Regions from separate parts of the Mus musculus genome. Here region 2 is linked to region 1. Evidence: chromatin contacts called from public HiChIP or PLAC-seq data. All regions are on one chromosome and are shown on one strand. Each heading gives the region's core, a stretch centred on a gene start, on an enhancer-like site or on the middle of the called end of the contact. The rest is flanking DNA. Distances are from core to core; before and after follow the strand shown.

Region 1 (4,877 bases), core at 2,373-4,872:
TGAGGGAAAGGAGAAGAAAGAGCTGGAGAGTTTGCCTATGTTACTCTCATCAGAGCTCAGCAGTACTGGAAGGAGTTAGGAGCAGACTAACTGCCTGGTAATGTGTCTTCCTGGAGACACATCCACCACCCTCCCATGCCCCATCTCCACTGCTCCTAGTGCTAGGAGACACGACTGCCCTCCACCTGCTTAAAGAGCAAGGACATCTGATCCAGTCAGCTCTTTCATCCTCCACAGTCTGTGGACTCTCCATCTTCAACCCCACAAAAAACAAGCCCCTTCTGACACGTTAGTGACAAGTTCTGAGTTCTTACACACTTCAGGAACATCATTATTATTTTTGCTCCAATAAAACTATGAGATGGGTTTCATTGAAGATGTTTTTGTAGGAAGAAAGGATCTGGGTTAATGTGGTAGACAGAAGCATCAAAATTGTCCATGTCCTGACTCCTGGACCCTGCAAACATGGCTGGTAGCATTGTAGAGAGGAATTAAAGTAACCAATCAACTCAAAATAAGGAATATGTCCTATATTACCTGGACTGGGTCATTGTGATCAGAAAGATGGTTAAAGTAGAAAGGCTGAGAAGAGCCAAGCCACAGGAGGCTTATATGGCAGAAAGGTACAGAGAGACAGTGTTGCTGACTTTGAAGATGAAGGAAGGAGTCACGTCCCCTGGGATGCAGGAGGCCTCACAAACTGGAAAGGGCACAAAATCCAAATATATCCTTGAGCCTCCAGAAATAACTGCTAGCCTACACATGCTTTGATTCTAGTGCCGTGACCCCCATTTCATACTCCTTATACAACTGTAAGGGAATTGGAACCGTTTAACTGAGGAGTTTGAGGTAACTTGTTATAACAACAACAAGGAAGGCATACAGCAGGGTAACCCAGCTCTACACAACAGCTCCTGGTGGGCTGCTGAAGAGATGCCAAGATGGAGGATGTGTTGAGCCCAAGTACTGGGATGGTGCTCTTGAAGTCATCCATCACCATGGAAGCAAGTGATGCCCTTTGAACAACAATCATGTGAGGCTCAGGGGCCAGAGAAGCCAGGGGATTCAGGGACCCTGGAAAAGCAGCCATAGTCTCTAAAGGGGTCCAGTTATTACCAATAGATCAGCAATGTCAAAAATTAGATATAATAAAAAAGATATAGGATACTTGATCTAAACCGCCCCTCATCCCCACCCCCCAATTCTCTCACACCTGAGGGCCAAAACTGGGACCATTCCTGAATCATGTCAGCTTAGTTACTAGAAAAAACAAGAGGTCAAAACCATTGAGTCTGATTACATCTGGCTCAATATTGTTGGCAGTGAACACAGCCCCTGGTGCTGAGTCCGTTACATATTCAATAAAGTGTGTTTACCAGTATCTGACTTCCTTTGTGATGTGAATAAATTCAACAGTCCTGTGATGCTCATGTGAATCTAGATGACAACCTAAGCCAAGATCATTGTGCCAAGAACCGAGGAGATGAAAAGTATGAATTAGAGAAATATCCTAACACACGTGTGTGAAAAAGCCACAGTGAAAGCCATCACTGTGTGCGCTGACTTCAAAACTGGAAAGAAGAAAGGACACGTGAGCATGGATTTCTTCCTAACGAAGCTCGGCATGGTTTCTGAGTTGGAAGCGTAGAGAAATGATCAGCTGTAACTTCCCTAACAGAGAGTTATATTCAAAACTGACATCTGTAGGCAGTGCCGTTTGTTTCCCCGTCCATCTCTTGTAGCTGAGGACTCTCAAAAGTCAAAAGCAGTTTGATCCTGGCCAAGAGGGAGTAGACTGAAATGTCACTGGGGAAATTTGTGCTGGACCTTTCTTAAACAGTTGGCAGCTAAGGGGGAGGAAATATTGGATGATTGTTTGATTTTTGTGTTGTTGTTGTTTCAAAAAAATTATTTTTTGAGACAGAGTCTCATGTATCCAAGGCTCTGTTTGTGTTGCTTTGAACTCACTATGTAACCTAAGAAGGCCCTGAACTTCATCCTCCTGCCTCAACCTCCTGAGTGCTAGGATTCTAGCCAGGTACCATCATGCCTGGTTTATGCAGTGCTGGGACTGGACCCAAGGCCATGTGATGCTAGGCAAGTGTTCTACCAACTGAGCTAGAGCCCCAGTAGGGTGCTGCTTGGATGCAAAATGTGAACTGCCTCAAATACTGTCTACACAGAGGGGATTAAAATAAGAACTTTAAATTTCATCAACTGACCCTAAGGTAGATCGTCAAGCCACCAATAGGTAGCTAGGGTCCTGATTCTGGTCTGTAGCGTGTTCAAACACTTTAACATGGATGCTCTGAGTCAAGAGGACAATCAGGACATTGGCGGGAGTTGCCTCTATCATGACATTAGGCAACACTATCAAATGAATAAAAATTCTGGCTGTTTCATTGTTTAATCGTTCACTTTCTTTTTATCCTTCAAGAAGTACCCGCCTTACTAGACCTGGTAGGAAAGATCAGTGGTTCCAATTAACAGTAAGACTGAGGAAAGAGGAATTAGTGAAAGGCCATCTTGGAAAACTTAACAGGACCCCGTCTCGATACAAAAAAATTAAAACAAAACAAAAGATGGGGTGAGGGTGGGGCTATAGCTTAGGCTTCTTGATGACTAGGCCTTGCCGAATACTTGTGTGAGAAGGGAGCATTCGGTCTGCACTAGTATGTAGCCACTAGCCACACATGTGGCCACTGGACATCCGAAATAAGGTCAGTGAGAAAAAGAAAGGCAGTGTCAAATTTTTATTTAGTTTATATTCAGTTAAAGCTGAATGAAGTTGGCGGCTACCATACTGGAAAGCTCAACGAGGGAAAAGACGAACACATTTGAGCATGCCTGGGTTTACCAAGCAGCATTGTAAAGATAAACCACTATAACTGAAATATCTACACCCTCTCTAACTATCAGCACGTCAAATATCCTTGCGCTTCCCTACAGCACCTCCCCTCTGTCCATTATGTTGTATGATGATTGGTTTTGATAATTAGCAATATACAAATGGTATCTAAAAAAACTAGACAACTGGTATTTTTACTTTACACAAGGCATGGTGGTTTTAATCGCCGTAGAAGACACTCTCCTTTTATTGTTTTATTATTATTATTAATGTTAGTCAAGATTTCTCTGTCTCTCTGTGACCCTTGCTGTCATGGAACTCACTATGTGCAGACCAGGCTGGCCTCAGATTCACTGAGATGGCGTGCCTTTGCCTCCTGAGTGCTAGGATTGAAGGCTTGCACCACCATGCCCAGGTGACCTTAAAGACTTTTAAGAAAGTGTATGTGGTGAAGATGAATAAGGTTTTGCAGATATTTTGAGGTAGTTAGAGATGGAATGAATCTTGGGCAAATATGAATACCTCCCCGACCCCCATCCTCTCCCTCTGAGCAGGACATTTTACTTTGTATCTGAAGGCCTTAAAACAGACTCCTGTTGTTCAGTGTCCCACTCTGACACCTGAGGCAGTTCTGTGAGCCAGGCTCCTGCAGCGTGGTTCCAGCCTAGGAGTTCTTCCTTCCTATCCCCGGGTGAAGTGTCGGCAGAAGCGTTCTGCTGGAGTTGGATTCTTGGAATCCTTGTCAGCCTCCTGTTGGATCCGAGCCATCAGAGTCTCCCGGTTGCCTTCCTGAATGACCGCGCTTCTGCTGAGAGGGTTGATTGGCTCTGAGTCACACCTTAATCTTTTCAGCAAACAGTTTTCTCACTGCGTAGCTTTCTGTTCCCACAACAGGATATCTGGACGGAGTGAACAACTTTCCAGAACATCAGGTGCTTAATCCCCTTTTCCTTAACAGCTCGTTCCCTAATTTGTCCCTTTTGTCACTTGTTTTACTATAAAGAGCAAAGAGAAAGCAGGTGGAAACTTCCACTCTTTACTTGACTGTTCTGTCAGTTGATTTTATTCCTTACTTATTCTGCTTTGCACTCCGTACAGGAACCCATTTCACAGTCTTCTGCTACTTTGTAAGACAAATCAAGTTTCCTCCTGTGTATCCACAGGCATGTTCATCATTTTCTTCTAAGTCATCACCAGGAACCTTCAAGGCTCATCTTTCTACCCACTGTTTCTCCAAGGGAATCCAGGCTCTTTCGGTCACGGACTTCAGAATTCTTGATGTGTCTACTGAATATCCAGAGTAACTTCCATTTATAATATATACGGTGTTTTAGAAGTTCCCCACTTCCCAGTGTTTGTATTGATGTCTTAGCGTATCTGTAGCAAAATGGCACAAACTGCTTGGCGTAACAGCAGGCATCCTTTGTCTCACAGATCTGGAGGGTTCTGCTCCCTCTGAAGCCTTTAGGAGAGGATCCTTGTCTCTTCCAGCTTCCATTATCCCCAGGCATTCCCTGATCTGGTCTGTTTCTTCTCCCCTTATGAGGACACCAGGTCATATGGTGCTAAATACCTACCTTACTCCACTATGACTTCATCTTAGCTAATTAAGTCTGTAATGACTCTATTTCCAAATGAGGCTACATTCTGAGCTACTAGGAGTTAGGACTTCAACATATCTTTAGTGGGAACACAATTCAATCTATAACTAGATAGATGATAGATGATAGATAGATAGATAGATAGATAGATAGATAGATAGATAGATAGATAGATGATAGATAGATAATAGCTCTTCAGAAATGTATACTGAAGGGCACAAGAGAAAGAACAGAAACATGAAGCACTTCTACGAGCTCTGCCTGAAGTCAATTTGCTACTGTAAGCTTGAGGATGGATGAGAAAGGGCCAATCAGTGAAGGCTGGCACTTCTCTGGAGTGTAGCATGGGAAAACGTGAGAATTGAGGTCATTAGTACACTCAGCTCACTTGAATGGGTTTAGTCTGTGCTTCCTTGATTGATATGGAA
Region 2 (5,103 bases), core at 1,705-4,204, 300 kb after region 1:
ATAAAGGAGAGGAATTATAAAAAGATATGGGAAGGATGGATTCAGTTGATAAATTTAATTTTTAACTTAGTCTCTCAAATGCCCCCCTAGGTAAGATACTGCTTTATTTTAAAAGGTTGTCAAAGTAGGTTTTGTCCCAGATCCTATGTTCGGTGCTTGCCATATCCCCACCTGTTGTAGTCTCGTAGCACAGTGATCTGATTGGACTATGGTACTCCCAGTTTACTAGGGAAGAAATCTAGGCTCAGTTAGAAAACAAGGCCACAGTTAGGACATCGCAGGTTTCTGATTCAGTAGCCTGAGCGAGCTGGCTGATTAGGTCTGAGCACATTTTCTCATTTTATCTGGGGGAGTAGAATGTGCACGAAACTTGCAGGCGTGTTGCTAAGGAGCACATGGGGCCCAAGGCTTTCAAGAGGATGGGGCCCCACAGGCCATTCCCTCCTGTGCACCAAAGGGTAGAAATTTTAATGGACTTAACTTTTCCTTGTTTTTCTTTTCTAGACACTACAGGTGGCAGCAGAGAATATTGGGAGTGACCTGCCACCCAGTGCTAGCCGGTTCAGGTTAGATTCGCTGAAGAACAGAGCAAAGAGGTCCTTAACAGAGTCCCTAGAGAGCATTCTGTCCCGGGTAAGTGGCACCCTTTCTTCTCACTGAGGTTGAATCATTTCTAAAGCAGAGTCAACTATATTTTATGTTTCATCAGACTTAAAGCAATTATTATCTAGATGTTATTTATTTTTATTATCTAGATGGATTTATTTATTGAAGTAGTGTCACGCTATTTAGCATACCCTGACTTCACACTCCCAATCTGAGTGCCTAGGGCTCCCAAGTGCTGGGAACTTACACTCCTCTTTTTGGTCTATCCCATGGGATTTCCTGCTCCCAAGAGTGTTATTATTTATACAGTTCCTATAAAGGACATGGATTATGCATGCCAGATGTAGGTCCTATTTCCCTGGTGTCCCTAAGGACAACTTGAAAAACTATCCTGTCAGCTCCTTTCGTTGGGTATTTGGAACTCCCTGGAAGCAGATTCATGAAATATTTGACCCATGGGCCAAATCCTATGAACCTCTTTGTTTTCGTAAATTAATTAATTTACACAGTGTCATTCATTCAGTTACCTGTTATCTAAGGCTACGTTTGTACAAAATTGAATACTTGTCACAGAGGCCACATGACTTACAGATGGTAAGATGTTTATTAGACACTTGCTTTCAAGACCAAAAAATGTGCCAATGTAGGGCTCTCTAAGAAGATCCAAGTACCCTGAGTGTCACCTGGAGTTCCTTAGGAAAGCTTCCTCCTACCCTATGAGTGTGAACAGCCTTATGTTGCTTCTAACAAATCAAAACTTGATTTTATGTTAAGGAATCACATCTCTGGAGCTTACCCTATTTTGTCATAGCTCTTCCAGATGTTAGAGCATGTTCCCTCTGAAACATAAACTTTAGTCAGTTAAAGATGACTTCATGAAATGCTATTGCTGAGATTTTTTTCTAAATCCTTTGAGATAATTCAAAGCAATCCAATTATAAACCAAGACTGAAAGGGCTTGCCTTTGAGAGTTCCCAGAGGGATGCAGGTTGATTGAGTGACATCCAGGTGGCCAGTTATGATCGCCCATGACTCAGGAAGGAGCTATTGAGTGTGCTTTGGGGATCATGATAGATGTATTAGGCCACCTTGCTGTCTGTTGTCCCCAGCAAATGACTGATCCATGGGGCTCTGTGGATCATCTAGGTTGGTATGATTCTTAAAATGATGACAGAAATGTGATGGTTAGTGCAGGGTTGTGCTGAGCTGTGCTTGTCAGTGAGTTTATTTTCCGGGCTTATTTAACAAGGCCAGGCTGCTTCCAGATGCTGATGACTTTGGGGCTGTGGCTCAACTGCCTTTTCTCTTCGTAGGGTAATAAAGCCAGAGGCCTGCAGGACCATTCCGCCAGTGTGGATCTGGACAGCTCCACTTCTAGTACTCTAAGTAACACCAGCAAAGTAAGCATGTTTCTTTCAGTGGTCCCCTGAAGATGCAGCCAACAGGCCTGCCCATCTTGACTCTACACAGCTATCAGGACAAAAAAGCCCATGCCCCTCTAGTCATAAAACACTTAGTGCTTCCAGACTTCTCTACAAGTAGAGGGCAAGCTGTGTGAAAAGTTTTAAATAAAAAGGCCAATAACTATTGCTATAAACAGAGAATCAAGATCATATTTTTAGACAGATGAGACCTGATCTGTAACAACCATGGGCTTCTTATCCAAAGTAGAGTTTGTAATAATAAAAGATTGAGACAGCTTCAAAGGTGGGGAGGGGGTTGTGAATTCAGGGAATTGTGCAGCAGAAATTCCTGAGACTGTGGCCTGTAGCTGATCCCATGACCGTGAGAAAACATGATTGTTTTGTTTGAATAAGCAGCCAAGCCTTGCCCCGTGGTCTGCCGCAGGACACAGGTATGATGCATTGCCCGACCGCCTTCTGTGGTGACACACCTACTTGTCCCCTTGCTTTCTATCTTGTTCCAGGGTCATTTACACGTGACGGGACCTGGTTTATTTAACCCTATGACTGCCAGTCAGGAGGCAGCCTTCCTCCATATTGTCAGCATGCTCTGATGTAAGAACAAGGAAGCTTATGAGCCCCAGCCCCTCACCAAAGCTCTGTCCTAGACTTGAAGTTTTCAAAGGCTTCAGATCCTCGCCAACAATAAGAAAGACATTTAACATTTGACATAGTTTGCAAATACACATAGCCCTCCCACACAAAATGAAAATGAGTTAAAATGAAAGCACTCTCTGGATAATGGGCTGCATACACTGTTATTTCTGCTCATTTATTTTTAAGATGCTCCTGGCAAGCCACTAAATTGATATTACTACCTACTGGGGTGTGTAGTGTGTGGTTTGAGACTCATTCCTTTAGATGAGCATGACTCAGACTTTAAGCTGCCTCTGTGCTTCACTTGTTCTGGCTGGGATCTCAATGCTGACACCGCTCGGCAGCAAGACCGTGTCGCTGCTCCTGCTGCTTTTGTAGCTGGCGTTGTGCCGGAAGACCTGGAAGTCAGTCTTCTCCATGTAGCGTTCTAAGTTAAGGCACAGCAGGCCACATCATCATCCAGCCTTCACAGGACACACACTGATTGTACTTCCACGTTCAAGTGTGCAAATGTCAAGTGCTGCTGGTCACCTATTGTAAAAAGATGGCTGGGTCCATAGGTGAGAAGGTACAGTTGAACAAGTAAACCCCACATGAGGGGGAGTGTGACGAGACGAGAGCTGCAGACAACAGATACTGGTGGCTTGGACCTCAGAGGAGTGAGGGGAAGAGGTGTGGTTTGGTAGTAGAAAGCTTGGAGAAGGGAAGGTACTGATGCTACGAATTAAATCCTGTGGAAAGCCTGGGCATTGTGCCAAGGAAGTAGCCAGGGAGTCGGAATTTCAGATACCTTAGTGTTGATTATGAAGTTCTTAAGACTCCCATCCTTTGTTTTTATGTGTCCCCTCCATCCCCTTTTCTGGTTTTGTACCTAGCTCAAGGTGACCTTGATGGCCCAGAACTCCTGATCCTCTGACCTCTGCCTTCAAGGGCAGAAATTATAGGCATGACCACCAAGGTTGATTTGTTAGGACTCTTGTTGAATGTTTGAGCATACAGTAAGGAGGGAGTACTCAGTGAAACTTTAGCTTATTTCTGTAGCATCAGTCGGAATACAAGCCACTTTAAAGTGGTCTCATCTTGCTTAATTCAGGAAATGGTGCAGTGAATTTTCACTGTACTCTTACAGAGGCAGACAGTGGAATGCAGCAAGAAGTTAAATGACTTCCCCTGAATTATGGCAAGTCACATGTGATAAACATGTCTTTACTCCAGGCAGAACATACAGTATAGTTTTAGCATCAAGAGTGCCAAGTTAAATCTCAACATTAGATCAGAGTCAGAAAGAGCCTTGAACTGTAGGTAAACATCCATGAACATACTAGGCAAAGATAAAGAAGTTGGTTAAGTGGTGGGAACTCTCCATACAGGACCATACTTCCTATAAGCCTGTGAAAAGCCTGTTCTCTGGAGTTAGCAATCTGGTCATGGTATTTGAGCAGTCAGTGCTGCAGCTTGTGAACTTCATTATTATTTTTGGAACTTTCCCCATCTTTGCAGGAAGCAAGAACTTGTCTCTGAGAAGCAGGTGTTATTATATAACAGCTTTAATACCCTTATATCTTTGGTAACCTCTAGATGACATTCTAGTGAGACAGTCCTATGAATGTAATGTATCTGTGTGCTTAGATTGCCAGTCCCCCCATTCCCCTGTCACATATCTAATCTGCTGTCTGTCTGCTGTTAGGAGCTGTCCATGGGTGACAAGGAGGCCTTCCCCGTCTCTGAGACCTCCTTCAAGCTCCTTGGCTCCTCAGATGACCTGTCCAGTGACTCAGAGGGCCACATTGCAGAAGAGTCTGCCCTGTTGTCACCCCAGCAGGCGTTCAGAAGGAGAGCCAACACCCTGAGTCATTTCCCAGTAGAGTGCCCTGCGCCTCCAGAACCTGCCCAGAGCTCTCCAGGGGTCTCTCAAAGGAAACTCATGCGGTACCACTCCGTGAGCACAGAGACGCCTCATGAACGCAAGTAAGAGTTGCTTAAAGTGTCAGACTTACTGTATGTGCTGCATACACTTTTCAGGCAAAAGAATACCCCGAGCCAAGTTTGACCCTTGGCTTCAAAAGATAAAACTTGAAGCAGTGTCAAGTTCTTCTTGGCTCCCTCAGGAAGTGTGTAGAGGTAGGTGCAAACATGGCTAGCAAGCAGGTAGACAGGAGCAAAAATGGTCCTTATGTGTGTCAGACAGTCCTTAATGCATGAGATGTTGTCTTTGGAACTTGCCTGCTGGTTTGGGGGAAAGTGGCACGTGGGTGTGAGTGGAGGAGTTTCCTCCTTCGAACTTCTCGATCTGGGCTGTGGTGGGATGGGGACGCCATGTCCATAAAGCAGGGAGAGAAAGCTGTGCGTGGGTGTCCACGATGACACCCAGAGGCCTGGGCACATCTGATGACTGGCTGTCTATGATAAAATCTGAGTCGATGCTTTCTGAAATCTG

What was found. HiChIP or PLAC-seq counts read pairs in DNA pulled down with a chosen protein or histone mark.
Region 2: an HNF4G HiChIP or PLAC-seq map of pancreatic cancer cells shows a contact between it and region 1. The contact joins two enhancer-like sites. A contact is called at or near these places in 2 of 39 promoter capture datasets (liver and neutrophils), 1 of 115 datasets of contacts at active chromatin or transcription factors (pancreatic cancer cells) and 1 of 9 other capture datasets (liver).

Annotation. Positions count from the first base shown.
Region 1 is chr5:63,978,864-63,983,740 of GRCm38.p6, forward strand. No RefSeq gene overlaps it. Among named protein-coding and RNA genes, the nearest start is that of Rell1, 12 kb to the left of the region's middle. Within about 2 kb of position 3,623, at least 24 of the 459 cell types and tissues checked have an H3K27ac peak or open chromatin away from gene starts, as enhancers often do. A contact at or near this core is called in pancreatic cancer cells, where this site is marked.
Region 2 is chr5:64,277,412-64,282,514 of GRCm38.p6, forward strand. It overlaps Tbc1d1 (TBC1 domain family, member 1), which reads left to right. Exons shown (of 22, transcript NM_001310611.1): 9 at 505-633; 10 at 1,920-2,006; 11 at 4,354-4,634. Among named protein-coding and RNA genes, the nearest start is that of Gm38634, 23 kb to the left of the region's middle. Within about 2 kb of position 2,955, at least 48 of the 459 cell types and tissues checked have an H3K27ac peak or open chromatin away from gene starts, as enhancers often do. A contact at or near this core is called in pancreatic cancer cells, where this site is marked.